Regions from separate parts of the Sus scrofa genome. Here all the other regions are linked to region 1. A link is a contact called in public HiChIP or PLAC-seq data. All regions are on one chromosome and are shown on one strand. The core of a region is the stretch at or near the end of the contact, and the rest is flanking DNA. Distances in the headings are between cores, read along the strand shown.

The links. HiChIP or PLAC-seq counts read pairs in DNA pulled down with a chosen protein or histone mark.
Region 2: an H3K27ac HiChIP or PLAC-seq map of alveolar macrophages shows a contact between it and region 1. The contact joins two enhancer-like sites. A contact is called at or near these places in 2 of 2 datasets of contacts at active chromatin or transcription factors (alveolar macrophages and skeletal muscle).
Region 3: a contact with region 1 is called in an H3K27ac HiChIP or PLAC-seq map of alveolar macrophages. The contact joins two enhancer-like sites. A contact is called at or near these places in 1 of 47 Hi-C or Micro-C datasets (epiblast stem cells) and 1 of 2 datasets of contacts at active chromatin or transcription factors (alveolar macrophages).

Annotation. Positions count from the first base shown.
Region 1 is chr13:125,868,211-125,873,295 of Sscrofa11.1, forward strand. All of the region lies in intron 2 of LPP (lipoma-preferred partner), which reads left to right. Among named protein-coding and RNA genes, the nearest start is that of LPP, 88 kb to the left of the region's middle. Within about 2 kb of position 2,996, at least 6 of the 83 cell types and tissues checked have an H3K27ac peak or open chromatin away from gene starts, as enhancers often do. A contact at or near this core is called in alveolar macrophages, where this site is marked.
Region 2 is chr13:125,616,454-125,621,538 of Sscrofa11.1, forward strand. No RefSeq gene overlaps it. Among named protein-coding and RNA genes, the nearest start is that of LPP, 160 kb to the right of the region's middle. Within about 2 kb of position 3,113, at least 17 of the 83 cell types and tissues checked have an H3K27ac peak or open chromatin away from gene starts, as enhancers often do. A contact at or near this core is called in alveolar macrophages, where this site is marked.
Region 3 is chr13:126,004,996-126,010,080 of Sscrofa11.1, forward strand. All of the region lies in intron 2 of LPP (lipoma-preferred partner), which reads left to right. Among named protein-coding and RNA genes, the nearest start is that of LPP, 230 kb to the left of the region's middle. Within about 2 kb of position 2,831, at least 3 of the 83 cell types and tissues checked have an H3K27ac peak or open chromatin away from gene starts, as enhancers often do. A contact at or near this core is called in alveolar macrophages, where this site is marked.

The DNA.
Region 1 (5,085 bases), core at 1,746-4,245:
CACCCACTTATTTGTTTTCCACATGCAAATATGGGTTTTTTGCAGATGGATTTAATATATTTGTTGCTTCCCCATTTTATTTAAAACAAAACAAACGACCAACCATGTCAGTTGAGGGCAACAAATAGAAACAGGAGTATTATATGGTCTTTGCTATTCGTGCTGATTACATGGCTGAGAGAGATCCTAGGCAAATCAGTTTTTTCTGCGCTCAATTTTAATTTTACTTTAGAGTACCTCTTCTTTATTATTAAAAAAAAAAAAGTTTTAGAGAGGGATGTGGTATTATTTACCCTAAATCATTTTCTCAATATTTCAGGCTCCATATTTTTACTGTGTGTGGTTTCCACTTTCACATTTTTATTTTCTAAACTTCTGGCCCATTGTTTGGAAAAAAAAAAAAAAAAAAAAGGCTTCATGGAGTCTCCAAAGGCCATTGGCAGGTGGTGCCTGCAACTTCTTTAGCCTGGAAATAAACAAATAAATAAGCACAAATTAGAAGTATTTGCCCCTATTGATGTGCTATTATTACTTATTGTGCAAGATCATGCAAAAAGTTACCTCCGTTTACTTGGGAGCCCGTAGATAAACACCAGTACCCGAGAGAGGGCTTTGGAGAGTGTCTGCTTTGATTTCTAGTGAAATTTTAGAGCTCTAAGTAGGATGTCAGAATTGGTATATGCTTTGGCATTTATTTTATCCCACACACCTCACTTTACAGATAGGGAAACTGAGGCCCAGAGAAGTAAAATGACTTGTTCAAGGTGTCAGAGAATAATAGGTAGAGATTGGACTTGAGCAGTTGGAGCCTTGGCAGGTGGCTGCCTCTGTGGCCGGGGGAAGAAGAGACTGCTGGAGCGCACAGAGGATCTCATCTAAAGGTGAGGTCTATGTGTAAATGGGAGCCATGGGTCCCGGTTTTTCTCTTATAAACTAATTAAAAAATCCTTTAAAATTTTTATTGAAGTATAGTTGATTTACAATGTTGTGTTAGTTTCTGGTGTCTGGCTATGTATGTATATATATTTTTTCTCTTTTTAAATATTCTTTTCCATTATGGTTTATCACAGGATATTGAATATAGTCCACTGTGCTATTAGGACTTTGCTGTTTGTCCATTCTATGTATAATAGTTTGCATTTGCTCCTGTCCAAATCCCAATCTACTCCTTTCCTACCTCTTTTGCCTAAAAAAATTTTTTTGTTGTCAAATTTTAAGCAGAGAAGCAGTGATAGGGAATGTGGGTAGGGATTGCTTACAGCTTCCTGAATAACAAGGTTGTGGACTGAATAAGAGGGTCATTGGGGTGATTGTGTGTGGGTGTGTGTATTTGAGAGAGAGAATGCTCAGACGTGTGCACAAGAGAGAATGAGAGAGGGAGAGGATGAAGATGAACAAACTAACAGGGAAAGAGCAGATCATTTACTAGTAGGAACTCAATAGTTAGGCAAAGGATTTCTGAGCCAGGAGAAGGTCTAAAGCTTATTAAATTGTGTTGGACTGCTTTATTTTGTAGAAAAGGAAGCTAATGTCCAGAGTGGTTGAGTCATTGAGAGCCTTGCTCCCAATCACCCAACTTGAAATGAGTAGTTAGAATATCAAACCAGCAACATCCTTTGATAGGAACTTTTATTTGAAAAGTACTAGTTATCGGTATCAAAACGTATTTACTGGTTGGCCAGTAGGGCTGCTCATGGGAGAGGAAGCATCTGGACATTCTTGGGTTCTTTTCTCAAATGTGGTTTTGGCAGGAGAAGCTTGTCAAGGGCTGAGAGAGTTCCAAGCGCAGGGCTTCTGTTCTTGCAAACATGACAGAGACCTAATCAGACATCAGATGAACACTCAACTGACCTCCCCAATAGCCAGCTTCCAAGTGATCCTCTCGAAAAGTTAGAATTGGAGATGAAGGCCAGTTTGTGGCTCTTATACATGTTTTTTAATGTAGGAACCTTTCGCTTTTAAACATTAAACGTTAGGGTGCTGGTTTATGGGGGCTGTATGCAAAGTCCAAGGTGATATTTTTGGAGGTAGCCTTGAGAGCAGGAAGAGGTATGTATGAAAAGGGCAAACTTGTTGGGAAAGTATTGAGAGAGGGTCAATGGGTAATGGCTGCAGGATTAATGAATGGTCTTGGGGACAGCTTTCACCCTGAAGGCCTCTAGGAACCCAGTGTGATGAGCCAGGAAAGGCTATTGATATAAGATGCAGTCAGCCTGCTGAGACTGCCCTGTGTATGTACAACTGTCTGCCCTGAAGTACTTTTTCTCCTGAAGTGTCTTTTTTTCTCCTGCTGAGACTTCTTGGCTTGATCTAAATGCTTCCTACTGTGTGCTGAACAATCCCAGACACTGCCTGCGGCTTTTGTGTCCAAGTCAGACACAGCGTGTTGGGAGCTGAAGTGGCTCCATCCTTATTCCCAAATCTTTCTCTCCTCTCTCCCCCACTGCACCATGCCCACCCACCTACCCCTTCGAGAAAAAAAAATCATCCAAATTGTTGGAAGGTTCATTTGCATTTATTTGTGTTTTGTCCCTCATTTGTTTCTTGTTCACATCTGAGATGAATTCACCTTATGTGAGACTACGTTGAAACATACTTGAATTCTCTCTCGTTCTATGATTTCTTTTCTTTTACTTAAAAAAAGGATTTTTCCTTTTCTCCTCGGACCTCTAGCTTTCTCGTCTACACAGACAATCTATTTTTGAAGACTCTTTAGGGAGCTGCTGACTTTGTTAGAACTCCTAGTATGCAATTCGGATGACAGAATCCCACAGTTAACTTGCTTTTCTGGAAACAATTTATTTTCCCTTTAGCTTCAAGGAGGAGCAGTGGGGAATAGGGTGTTCTGAAAATAAGGGAAAATGTGCCAAATGAGTTGCTGATTTCTAGTAAGGCACATGGAAAAAAGGTTTTATTTCAGTGACCTCTCTGCTCACTGGAAAACTCTGGCGTGGTAAATTTTGTGATCTGAGGCTGAGTGCTCTTGGGTTATAGTGAGTGATGCAGGAAATCTCAGGGTGGAGGGTGCTGTCTTTTTGGGCTCAGGGGTGTTACAGAGACATTCAGTCCTTTGGCATTAAGACACATCATTTCTTCCAGTCTGGTCCTGGTTAAGGGATAGTTCCATCAATCCCTAAGTATATGGGGCACAGAAGGAATGCAGAGAGTTTAGAGAGCCAGCCTTAATATAAGTTGGCATTTGAGCATGACCATTGCATGCTCAAACTTGGTGATGCCTGCTGGATTTGTTCAACACATTTCTCATGTCTAGACACAGGCCCCTATCTTACATCCCTGCCCCCTTCCCCAACCCCTTTTGGTGGTGTCTCTATTTAATTCTTTTTGTATTTACATCTATTTGGTATTATTAAAAATAACACACTAGGTAATGGGGGGTGGTGAGCAGAGCTCTGACCCCAGTTCTGTACAACCACCTGCAGAACTACCCTCAAAATTTTCATTTATTCAACAAATATGTAAATGAGCACTCTTTACATGTCAGGTACCCGAGACACAAAAATGTGTAAGACACGGTTCTCTTACCTTGGCTGCTTAACAGTTGGGGGTAGATTACGAAGTGACTTCTCCTTTCTGGGTCTTCTTTTTATATATGGAAGAGCCAGTGCTGGGCTAGGTGATGGCCATGCTTCTTTTTTAAGGCTTAATTGTAGTCATTTACACAAAATTCATTAATCATCCGATAGCCCGCTGATCTAACTAAAAATTGGGAAACATTTCCCCTTGCTTCCTGGTTTACCAGGGGTGATACTGAAGATGAATGAGGAAATATCTCCAAAATGCTTTAATAAGCAAGTTGGAAAAAGACATGCTATAAGTTCGAGGCATTATTATTAATGGAAAAATGAAAACAAGGGCTGATGTTTTTAGAGTGAGAACAGATGGTTCCTTTGTTTAGAATTTGTGTACAAAGGAGAGAGAAAAAGAGATACTTGCCATATTGTTTAGGCCTTGAATGTGAGTGACTTTAAAATGCCAAAACAATCTGGTGAGGAAAGTCCCATGGATTCAAAATAGCTCTGACACTGATCAAACTATAATTAATTTAACAAAAAAAATGACAGTAAGAAAAATCCTAATAAGAAATGCCACAGTGACAATTGACAGAACCTAACAAAAACTCCCATTTTTGCGTCAACTCTAGAAACTTAATTCTTCCTGTGTTCAGGACTTGTACCACACAGCAGAACAAATTAGTGGGAACTGATTTAAAACTGTATTTCTTTCTAAAGTCGTCCCCGCCCCCCGAGTTATTTCAGTTTCCCATGACTCATAAAGGAAATCTTCAGGATTCACAAGAAACTGGCAGCCCTTTCCCACCTTGTTGGATACTGATAGAAAACTGCAAGTTGGGGCCGTTTAATGGGAGAGCACATCTCAAAGGACATGGGTGTTGGTATTGCAGAACGCAGGGTCTGGGAAGACTGAGAAATTTGAGGGCAAAGAGTTGTGAAATGGTTTCTGTTTCTCTTCCTTCACTTCTTATGATCTGTCTTTGCAATCCATAATTAGTTAATGTGTCCTTTTGGGATGATCCTTGCCCTCTTGTTGCCTGTCACTCTTGAGATGACAAAAAAAAAAGTGTGGGCTGTGAGAATGAGGTCTTAGGCCACAAGGACTTTCACCTCCTCTTAGGAGGCAGCTTGTGTGAGAATGCCTCCCGTACAGTGGAGATTGCAGAGTGAACTTAATAATCAAATAAGAAAGTGTGTATTCTTCTCCAAACCCCGACGTTTCTTGTGGGTCGAAATAACTCTGCTTTTGGTTGTGCCCAGCTTTTAAAAAATCAAGTAATGGCAAATATGTCATGTTACGCAGAGTTCCATTTGTGGCTCAGTGGTTAACGAACCCAACGAATCCAACTAAGATCCAGGAGGATTTGGGCTCTATCCCTGACCTCACTCAGTGGGTTAAGGATCCGGCGTTGCCATGAGCTGTGGTATAGGTCGCAGACATGACTCGGATCCTGCATTGCTGTGGCTGTGGCATAGGCCAGCAGCTATGGCTCTGATTTGACCCCTAGCCTGGGAACCTCCATATGCCACAGGTGCAGCCCTAAAAAACATT
Region 2 (5,085 bases), core at 1,863-4,362, 250 kb before region 1:
TTTGTTTCCTCTGAGCCATGACGGGAACTCTGAGAAGGGGAAAGTTTTAATGACAGGTTACTTGGACCAAACCAATCTGCCCATTCTACCCAGCTATTTCTCCATCACCTTTGACCTGGCCTACCCTATTTGATCACTACACTGCCTGTATTATGAATCAAGCTTAATTTGGCATCAGCGCAGACTCATCATCAGAAAATCTTGAAATTTTGTGGAAGCCATCCATGAAATGCTGGTATTGACTATGTGTGGAGAAAATTTATTTGCAGCTTGGCATTAGGTGATAGGACACCAGCAAGCAAGTGGGCCTTTCCAGGCAGCAAACATAGGAAAAGGACAATCCCAAACCAGGTTCAGTCCTACACAGGGTCTTACTGAGAGGGCTTCAAGTCCCAGAAACACAGCATGTCAGAGACCTTGGACCAACCACCTTATTTGGAGATGGGGAGACAGGCCCTCCAATCAAGGAAGTGACTGTGTCCCAGGTCACATAGCCAGTATGTTGCTGAACTGAGGCTAGAGGCCAAAATGCCCACTGACACTTTGAGGACTATCCTTGCCCTTCAGGCTTTCAGGAATGGGTTTACTGAACAATGTGGACACATTCTCGTGGGTCTCTGAAGGTTGCAAGGTCTAAGTGTTCTTAGGCTCTTGAAGCAACAAACCAGAAAACTCTGCCAGGGCTTTGGCTCTCAGAAAGTGGCAGCTCAGTGCTATGGAAATCTGGACTCTCCTCCCAGCTCAGACATGAATCCCTGTGTCTCATGGGCTTTGGCTCCAAACTGAAGCCCCTTTGTAGCCCAGGAAGTTTCGAAAGCGTGCTAGAAATGGAGGGAAATGAAAGCAGCATTCTGTTTTCAGGAGCTTCCCAATAAGCACAGTGTCAGTGTCCTGCATGCATTCAAAACCCACCTCTTTCTTTAGAGCTAGGTATATGTGGATCGGGAGACCCACACCTGTCTACCAGAAGCTGACATCAGTAAGACCTGGGCTATGTGTGTGGAGGGCAGGGCATGTAGATTTAATTAGCAGGCTGAAGCTCTTTTCTGACTTTTTATATAAACTCCAAATTGCTAATCCTCGAGGAAATGTCTCTAGACAACTTGTATTTTGTCACTTCTTATTAGTATCAGTGTTCTGAAAAGTACATGGGCGTGTTCTATTACACTCCACAGAAGAAGACATGGAGGCACAGGTCCTAGTCATGGAGCAAAACCCGGGAATGGCAGTCACTGTGAAATCCAAGACCAGGCACGGCTGCTGTTTCCCAGGAGGAGCATAAGGGCATGGCCTCAAGAAGTGAATTCGGGTGCCAATGTCTTCCAGGCCAGCCTGTGTTGTTATTTTGCTAGAACGCTTGCTATATCATCTGTCTCCTCTTTGTCAATGCCATCCTTCTGGGACAATATTCTCTACCCCGTGCCCTGTCTCCACCACCTTCCCTCCAACACACACACACACACACACACACACACACACACACACACACACACACACAAATTACTCCATACATTTTTTTCAGCACTTAATAGTTTAAGTGCTATTTCTTCAAAGCAGCCCTTCCTTACCACCACCACCCCCAAAACATGTCCCCCTCTTCCATGGTCTCTCACACTACCTTCCTTCCCTTTTGAACACTCTCCAAGTTTGCAAACATCCACTGAATTGTGACCATCTGATATGGGTCACTAATCTCTTTGGTGGTAGAGGCTGTCCCTACTTTTTACTCTCTGTTGTACCCCAAACCCTCTAGCCTAGCACCTGATATCAAGGAAGGAATAAAAGGAGTGAATACAGGAGGATTGATGAGTCAGCATAAAAACATAAATACTCAAATCTTCAATAATTCTCTGTCATTAGTGGGGCTTTAAAACTTGTCTCAACCATTCAACAATGCCCCAACATCTACCAATCCATGCTATTCTCATCACCCATCTCCACAGCCCCCATACAGGGTCTGCTCATAGGTGATGCTCAGAAAAACGGAGTGATTAAATCAAAGGATCAAGCATTTCCAACAGGACATAAAGTTTCTCAAGAGCAAGATGCCTCTATTAACCACTCTGGTGCTGTGCTTCACACATGGTAAGTATTCAGCCAGGAGTTGACTTTTATGCCATACTCCCCCAGGGATGATGGAGCAATAGATGCGAAAATGTAGTGGAAGTAGTGTGAGCTTTGAAATCATTCAGATATACCTGCTTTGTGATCTTGGGAAAATGGCTTAACCTCCTGATCCTCATGTTCCCCATCTGAGGATAATACCACTGCTAAGGTGTTATTTTGAGGCCATCCTAAGGCCATTGTTACGGGAAATGGATGCCAAGGCTTTTGGCATTTGCCTGGTGCCGCAGGGGTTCCCCACCCACATTAGTTCCTTTTTTTCCTTTCCTTTCTGGGAGTCAGAGTCTGGCCAGCTTTACTTCTCCCTCAACCTCCTAGGAAGCAAACAGTGGTAAAGGAATTGGAACAGAGGCTGAGACCCATTCTCTTGTTCCAATCTGACCAGCAGATGGCAATACCCATGCCCTGTGGCTCCTACCCAAACCCTTTCCATCCTGATGGAGGGGAAGGTGACAGGAATAGGCTCATAGGATGACTCAGCTCCAGTGACTAAAGTGAGGAGGTGGTGGTGGTGGGAAGGCATGGGGGCTGGAGCGGAAATGAGTGAACCATATCTGATGAAGGATGTCTCCAAGATAAAGGGGCTTGGCCCTGGTGAGTTCCTGGCTCTGACGTGGTACAGACAGGCAGGGGCCTGAGCTCTCTCCCTTGACCCCCCTCACTTAATCTCACAGTGAGATAACTCCCTGCCAGCCCAGGGGAGCCTCCCAGGGCAGATGCTGGGGGTCTGTCTGCCCCCTGGAGGCTTTCAGCTCAAGGTCTGAGACACATCTGAACACCACTTTGGATGAACTGATTCTTAAAAAGTGTCCCATATCTCCAAAATCCATGTGTATGGGTTCTGATCCTGACAGCCTCCTGATTGCCAAACTTGGCCTCTCTCCTCGCCTGCAGACTGTTTTCTCCACCTATGCCACCCTTTTGATATCTCCAAGCCCTGCACATGCAACAAATTTAACACTGAACACTAAGTGCCCTCCCATCCACTTCTGTCATCCCTTCTCCTGGTTGGTTGGTTACCATCGACCCTATCACCCAGACTGGGCCCCTATCACTCCACTCTCCACGTCAGTTCCAGTTCCTGAATTTCTCACTCCAATTCCTCCTTGCCTTCCCCACCACAGCTGACTCTGGCTGGGCTTTTGTCATAATTTACTATGATGCTCCAGCATCTTCAAACTAGCCTCCATGCCTCCTATCTCTCTTCAGTCTTTCCCAGACTGTCTACAGAATGCTATGTCCAAACTCATTCCTAGTGTCGTTATCTCCCTGCTTAATATCCCTTAATGTGTTCCCAATCCCTATAAGACACAATTCAGGAGTTGCATGGTGGCATAGAAGCTTAAGGACCCAACATCATCCCTCCCATGGCTTGGGTCAATGCTGTGGCACAGGTTTGATCCCTGACCAGGGAACTTCTGCATGTGGCTGGAGCAGCCAAAAAGACACAGTTCAGACTCCTTAGTCTGTTGAATGAAGCCCTTCATGATCCAGGACACGCCCATTTTCTGGTTTCGCCTGCTGACCCCATCCTGCAAACTCTGATGCACAGAGACACTCCCTAGATTGGAGCCAGTCCTGAGTCCTGGCGTCACATGCACTCTTTCCACCTCTAGATCTGTGAACACGTTGTTCTTTCTATCAGGTGAGCACTTTTCTGCCTTTCACAAAATTATTTATCTTTCTAGATTCACTCAGTTTTCATCTCTGCTGGGTGGCCCTTTCAGATTCCCAGAAAGGAGTTGGCAGCTCCTTCTCTGAGCCCTCTCTCAAAACATGGTCACTCTCACTAAGCACCTGTTGGCGTGGTGAATTCTTGTTTATGTGTATCTGTCTTCACTGGACTGGGGATACATGGAGGCAAACCCTCCCAGAGAATACCTACTTAAATAGTTTTTGAATAAATGAAATGTTAAAAACAGGCATGAAGTAATAGTCAGTTTCGTCCTCTGATCCTCTGTGTTTCCATCCATAAACTAGGTATCTGATCCAGGTAACTTACAACTCTGTCAACCTCAGATTTTATACTGCATCATGCTTCCACTCAGCTCACACACCTGGCCCACTCAGCAGCAAGAGATATTGCTGAGTTATTTTTCCCAAGGAAGGAGTAGGACTGTGGGTCCACCCACACTGCAAAGTGGCTGTCGTCTCAGAAGCTCTGATTGAAGTCACAGAACTGCTCAAAGCCAATGCTCTACAGAGGGACTCAGAAACCCAGGACCTATACCACACAGGCTGGGACTCTGGTCACTTCCCCAGCAAGTCATAAGTATTGTCCACCCGTGTGGGGCTTGTCTGCAGGCACTCACATGGGTATGGCCACCAGCCTCAGGCAGGCACCAAGGGTGACACATCTGTGCAAAGGAAGCCACCCACACAGTCTCACCTCCCCCAGGTCATTCTCTGTGATCCCCGCACCTTCCGGCACCAACCCCACACTCACACACCCACAGTGCTGGGTTGTCTGCCTGAAAATCTAGAGCTCTACCCATCAGACCGTAGCATCTTTCAGGAGGTAAGACAGATGAACCCATAGGCTGGTGGCTCCCCTCCTCTGACCCCATCATCAGCTACCCCTCCCTAAACAGCTTCTGCCAGCGTGCTGGCGTGAGCAGACCCAAGTTCACCTCAAAGCTTTCTCTGAGAAAATAATTTGATCTCCCTGAGCCTCAGTTTTCTCACCTATAAAATGGCACTAATGGCCCTGACTACATTCTCTCCATAGGGATCACTAAGACGCAATGATCTAATACGTGTGAATGTGGCCCGTACACACAGGTTCAATGCAAACGTTCAGGATTTAAAAGAGTAATGGTGTTGATAGACACTACGTTCTGTTTCTAAGGAAAAGCACCTTTTCAAATAAAAAGGAACAGTTTAAATCCAAATATTTATTGAGTACATACTGTGTGCCAGATATAGTACAAGCGATTATTAATGATCTAAACAACACTTCCA
Region 3 (5,085 bases), core at 1,581-4,080, 140 kb after region 1:
CTTCTCTTTTTCTTCTTGGTTTACTGGGATCTGCAGATGTAGTTGGGTTTTTCTTGCCACCACCTGTGTTGCCAGCATGGGGATGGCACCTTTAGCATTGATTTGCATTCACGCTTACTCTGTGCAAGGCAGGTTGGCCTTAATGTGTTGATTCCTAGCCTACCTCCCTTCACTCTACAATTCCTGGTCAATGGGACTCATAGGAGTGAAGACAGTTTTTGTAAGAACTTCATCTTACTCAGCTGGCGGACTTTTAGGAGGAATCACGGGACATGAGAGTTGGGAGGAATGGTAGCCAGCATCTAATCTTCAGTTTACAGATAGGGAGATGCGCTGGGAGATATGCTGAGGTTCAAGACACAAGAGTTCAAAAGACGAAAGTGGTAGAGCCGGTGAGTGGCTGAGCTGAAAATTATGCCCAAGTCCTTTGCATTTCAGTCTAGTGTTTTTTTTTTTTCCAGTATTTCCAACTGTCTCTCAGATAGTCTATATAAAGGTTTGGCATTTCTGTGGAGTTGTTCTCTCATCACCCCTTCCGAGTAATGCCAGCTGTCCATGCAGAGAGTGGGGCACTTAGCCAGTGCAGGGCCAAAGCTGCCTGTAAAGAGAAGTGGAGTGAATGCATTGACATTTTCAGTCCATGGCAGATCCTGTTTGCCCTTCCGGCTCTCATCTGACCTGATGCTTCAGAGGAAGAGTGATTACATTTGCTGTTCAACTAACAATTGTGTGCAATTTTCAGCCTGCCTTATTCTTGAACGTTGTCTTCCCACGCTTCCATCACATGCCACAGCATATTTGCTTCGTAATTACACTGGTAGGGACTTACCTACACCACTTGGAAAAGGTTTGCCTAAAGTACTTATTTACTTGTGCATAATAAATCTTGATTGATACCTTGGTAATCTCTGAGATCAATCTAAGGTTCCCTCCCACAAGAGGGAGGATTGAAGAGTCAGGGCAATGAGTGACAAAAAAAGAAGGGGGAAAAAAAGAGGACTGTACTTCCTCACTGGTGATCTAAGAGGAGAATTATAGATGATTTGGCTGACTTTTACTTGTTTCTAGCTATATATATATAATCAGGAGCTTCCATAGACTCATGAGTTTTGAGTAGAGTTGTTGTTAGCGTTTATCTAGTAACCTAATGACATCTTTTTCAGAGGAGGACACTGTGATCCCAGAGAGAGCAAAGGTTGTACTGTGAGCTCATGGTATAGCTAAGACTGGGAGCTAGGTCTGAATTTAGAAGATCAGGTATCTTTGAGCTGAGTTCCAAGTTGGAGAAAAGGATAATTAGCTGTAACCTATAAGGGGAAGCTCAGTGTAGCATTTTAATACCCCCTTAAGGAAGCAGTTTTGAAATTTTAGGAAGGCACTGATTTTTATATAAAGAGAGAAGATAGTGAAACATCTCTAAAATATAGGAGAATGTTATTTAAATCTCAGTTGTTTAAGTGGACAATCCTAAAGTTTAGTTGGCTATCAACTACATCTGATGTTTAAGTCGCAAAGTATCTCAGCTTCTCAAATCTTCCATCAATAAAATGGTGATGTTAATACCTGCCATGTCCCTCAGTATCATTCATTTATTCAGCAAACATTGACCAAGAGCCAGGTCTTGGGTTAATTGCCAAGGGAGATTTAGGGACTAATGCAACATGATTTAAAGATTAATATAAACACTCTGAGTCAATCATTAGCAACACTTGAATCAGAATACATACATAAAGATTCCCAGGTGAATCTAGTGTGCAGACAGTTTGAAAACCACTTCCTTAAGCTTATAGTACTTGGTGTTAGATAATACCATGCAATGGGTGGTTGGTTGTTTTTAAATTTTGGTAATCTAAGTAAATATTTAAAGAAGAGTACACTGTGGATTTTAGAAAAGAAGCAAAACTTGAGCAAACACTAGTTCATTCTATTTTTGTGGATGACAGTGACTTGTCATTTACATGCCATCTTTAGCAAGGCTTGGTAACTTTTTTTAGTATTAAATGTCACTTTACCTGTAGTCTTATGTATTCCCTCTGGTGAGGAAGGGTCTTGGTTGTCATATGGCCTTTTGCAGTTGTTTGTGTTTGGTTATGTTTGATCAGTTTGGTCAGACTTTTGGCTTTATCAGTTTGTGTGGCTCATGATAGATTTGATGGAACAAAGCAGAGAAGACATTGCGGCAAGTAGCACCCAAGAGCTACGAATGGATATAAAAGCAAAACCTCCTGTTTCTATGTGATGACTTCCTTTGGATTTTGGTCTTTTCCTTTTTCCTATAGAGAGGCTGTACCATGGTGGAGACCATGGACTTGGGGGTCCAAAACTTGTGTCCAAGCCTCAGCTTTGCTATTTGTTAGCAGTGTCTCTTTGAGCAAGTTTCTTTAACTCTTACAGCCTTATATTCTTGATCTGCTAAATGTGGAGAATGATAATCTTACCTCATATAATAAATAGGATGATTATGTGGCCAGTAGAAAATTTCATCACATATAATAAGTCCTCAATAAATGCTTGCTATTTTTTGTCACTCTGTAGCTTTCTTGTACTCACTGAACAGTTAGGAGGAGAAGACAGAAGAGCAACAGAGCAGCAAGAGGTGAAACCTCTTAGGTTCTTTGCTTTGCATTTGAGGACAGTTCCTGAAAGACTAGTGCTTAGGGAGCCCCAGTCCTCTAACTCCCTTCAGCTTTAGGCATCTTGCTTAGATAAGGGTCACTTCTCTTGTTTTCCACTCTTCTGATGGTGTTTGTATATTTTCAGAGCCTCTGTGAAGATTTTTCCTTTCACTTCTTATTTTCATGATGATTATAAGCTTAGAGTGAAACCAGTCTAGGACCAGAGGAAGTAAGAGCAGAGTAAGTTTTGGTCCAGCAAAACCAACTCTCCCCAGTGCTTATCTTTGTGTTTACAGTGGGTCTCTTTCTGAGAAACTGAGAAACCCCATGGAAATGTTGTAGTTTGCTCATTCACTAAACTTGTGAGGTTTCCGCAAACCCACTTATCAAAATGAAGGGGTTTATTTAAGATTTCAGAGAAGGAATGCACTATAGAATATTAGAGCTGAATGGGACTTTACAGACATTCATTCTGCAAATGAGTATCCTCTCTGGTTAAAGGTCAAAAGGACTATGTCTATACTATTGTATTTAACACCTTCTTTGGATCCATCCTGCAGGGATTAGTTTTTCTTACATAGTTTTTATTCCTGTTAGATTTCTTTCTTTTTTTTTTTTTTTAGGGCCTCACGGCATATGGAGGTTCCCAGGCTAGGGGTCTAATAGGAGCTATTGCTGCCGGCCTATGCCACAGCCACAGCAATGCCAGCTTTGAGCCTCATCTCCAACCTACACCACAGTTCACAGCAACGCCAGATCCTTAACCCACTGAGCAAGGCCAGGGATTGAACCTGTAATCTCATGGTTCCTAGTTGGATTTGTTTTTCCACTGCGCCATGATGGGAACTCCTATTCCTGTTTATAGAGAATAGTTCTAGCTGCTGCTGCTGCTGCTGCTGCTTCTTCTTCTTCTTCTTCTTTTTGCTTTTTGGGACCACACCCACAGCATATGGAAGTTCCCAGACTAGGGGTCAAATTGGAGCTACAGCTGCCAGCTTATGCCACAGCCACAGCAACGCAGCGTCTGAGCGGCACCTGTGACTTACACCGCAGCTCACAGCAATGCTGGATCCTTAACTCACTGAGTGAGGCCAGGGATCAAACCCGAGTCCTCATGAATATTAGTCGGATTCGTTACCACTGAGCCATGATGGGAACTCCTCTCCGCCCTTTATAAGCTTCTTTTGTTTTCTTTATATGACATCTTTAAAAAGCACAACTCATTTAATCTTCCAAATATTTTCCCCAAATATTCTCTCTGAGTCCCTCATTTCAATAAAACTTGTCTATACCCTGTCCCACTGAAATGACTTCCTTTTTCCTTCTGTTCCAGAATTTCCAGGCATTATTTTTGTTGCTTGTTCCATTTATCTTTCAGAGCTACCTAGCTTTCAAATTCCTTGTTAATGGTTACCTCTGTGCTAGATCCTGTGACATATCCCAGTTCGTTGTTTTGTGTGTGTGTGTGTGTGTGTGTGTGTGTGTGTGTGTGTGTACACTTTGTGTTGTTCTCTGTCTCTTTTCACATAGAAAAATATATCTTCTTCAGGTAGGCTTAGAATTCCTTGAATACAGGATGATAATCTGATTCATCTGAGTATAGGATGAGACTTTGCTTTTTATGCAGCTCCACTGCTAGGCAAATAAATCTATTCATGCATTAAATTAACAGACATTTTTATTGAGTGCCTATCATGTATTAGGCCCTGATGTTAGAGAACGATAATTACTCTATGCTCAAGGATTCAAGAGTTTAGTTTCTGATACAGGCAAGCAGAGAGGCAGAGTGACATGTGATGAGCATGATGTCGGCGGTATTCCAGGTACTGTGGAAGTGTAGTGAATGGGCACATAACTTGAACTGGAGGATAGAGAATGTGATTATGTCTTTCAGGACAAGTAGGAAGTGATGCTCAGGATCTCAGTGGTACATAGTTGATAAGACATCATTTTTAATTGAATGGAAGGGAGCAGAGGTAAAAACCTAGAGGAAATGGATGAATTTCCAGCAGAATATAAATGCTGAAAAATGACCTCAAAAGAAGTGTAAAACTCCTATGATTTTTGTAGAAGTTATTAGAAATATGATTAATCTCTATTATTAAAGAAAGTGTCACTGAATTCTGATAAAGCATTTAAAGATTGGATAGTTTCAATCTCATCAATAAATAAATCCAAACAGTAGAAAAGGATACAAAACCCCCATATCAAAACCTATAATGATAAGTAAAACAAGTAGAGAAAAAATACTGTAGAAAGGTCTTACTTATGATTATACGTACAAAAATTCTCTATAAAGTACCATATTTAATTCATCAGTGTACCAAAACTTTACAACTATGATTGAGCAGGATTTTTTTCTAGGATTGCTAAGATGGTTCAATATCTGGAAATCTATCAACAGGATTCATTATATCTCTAAAATAAGGGAGGAAAAAAAGGCAATTGCCTCAATGGATGCTTAGAAGGG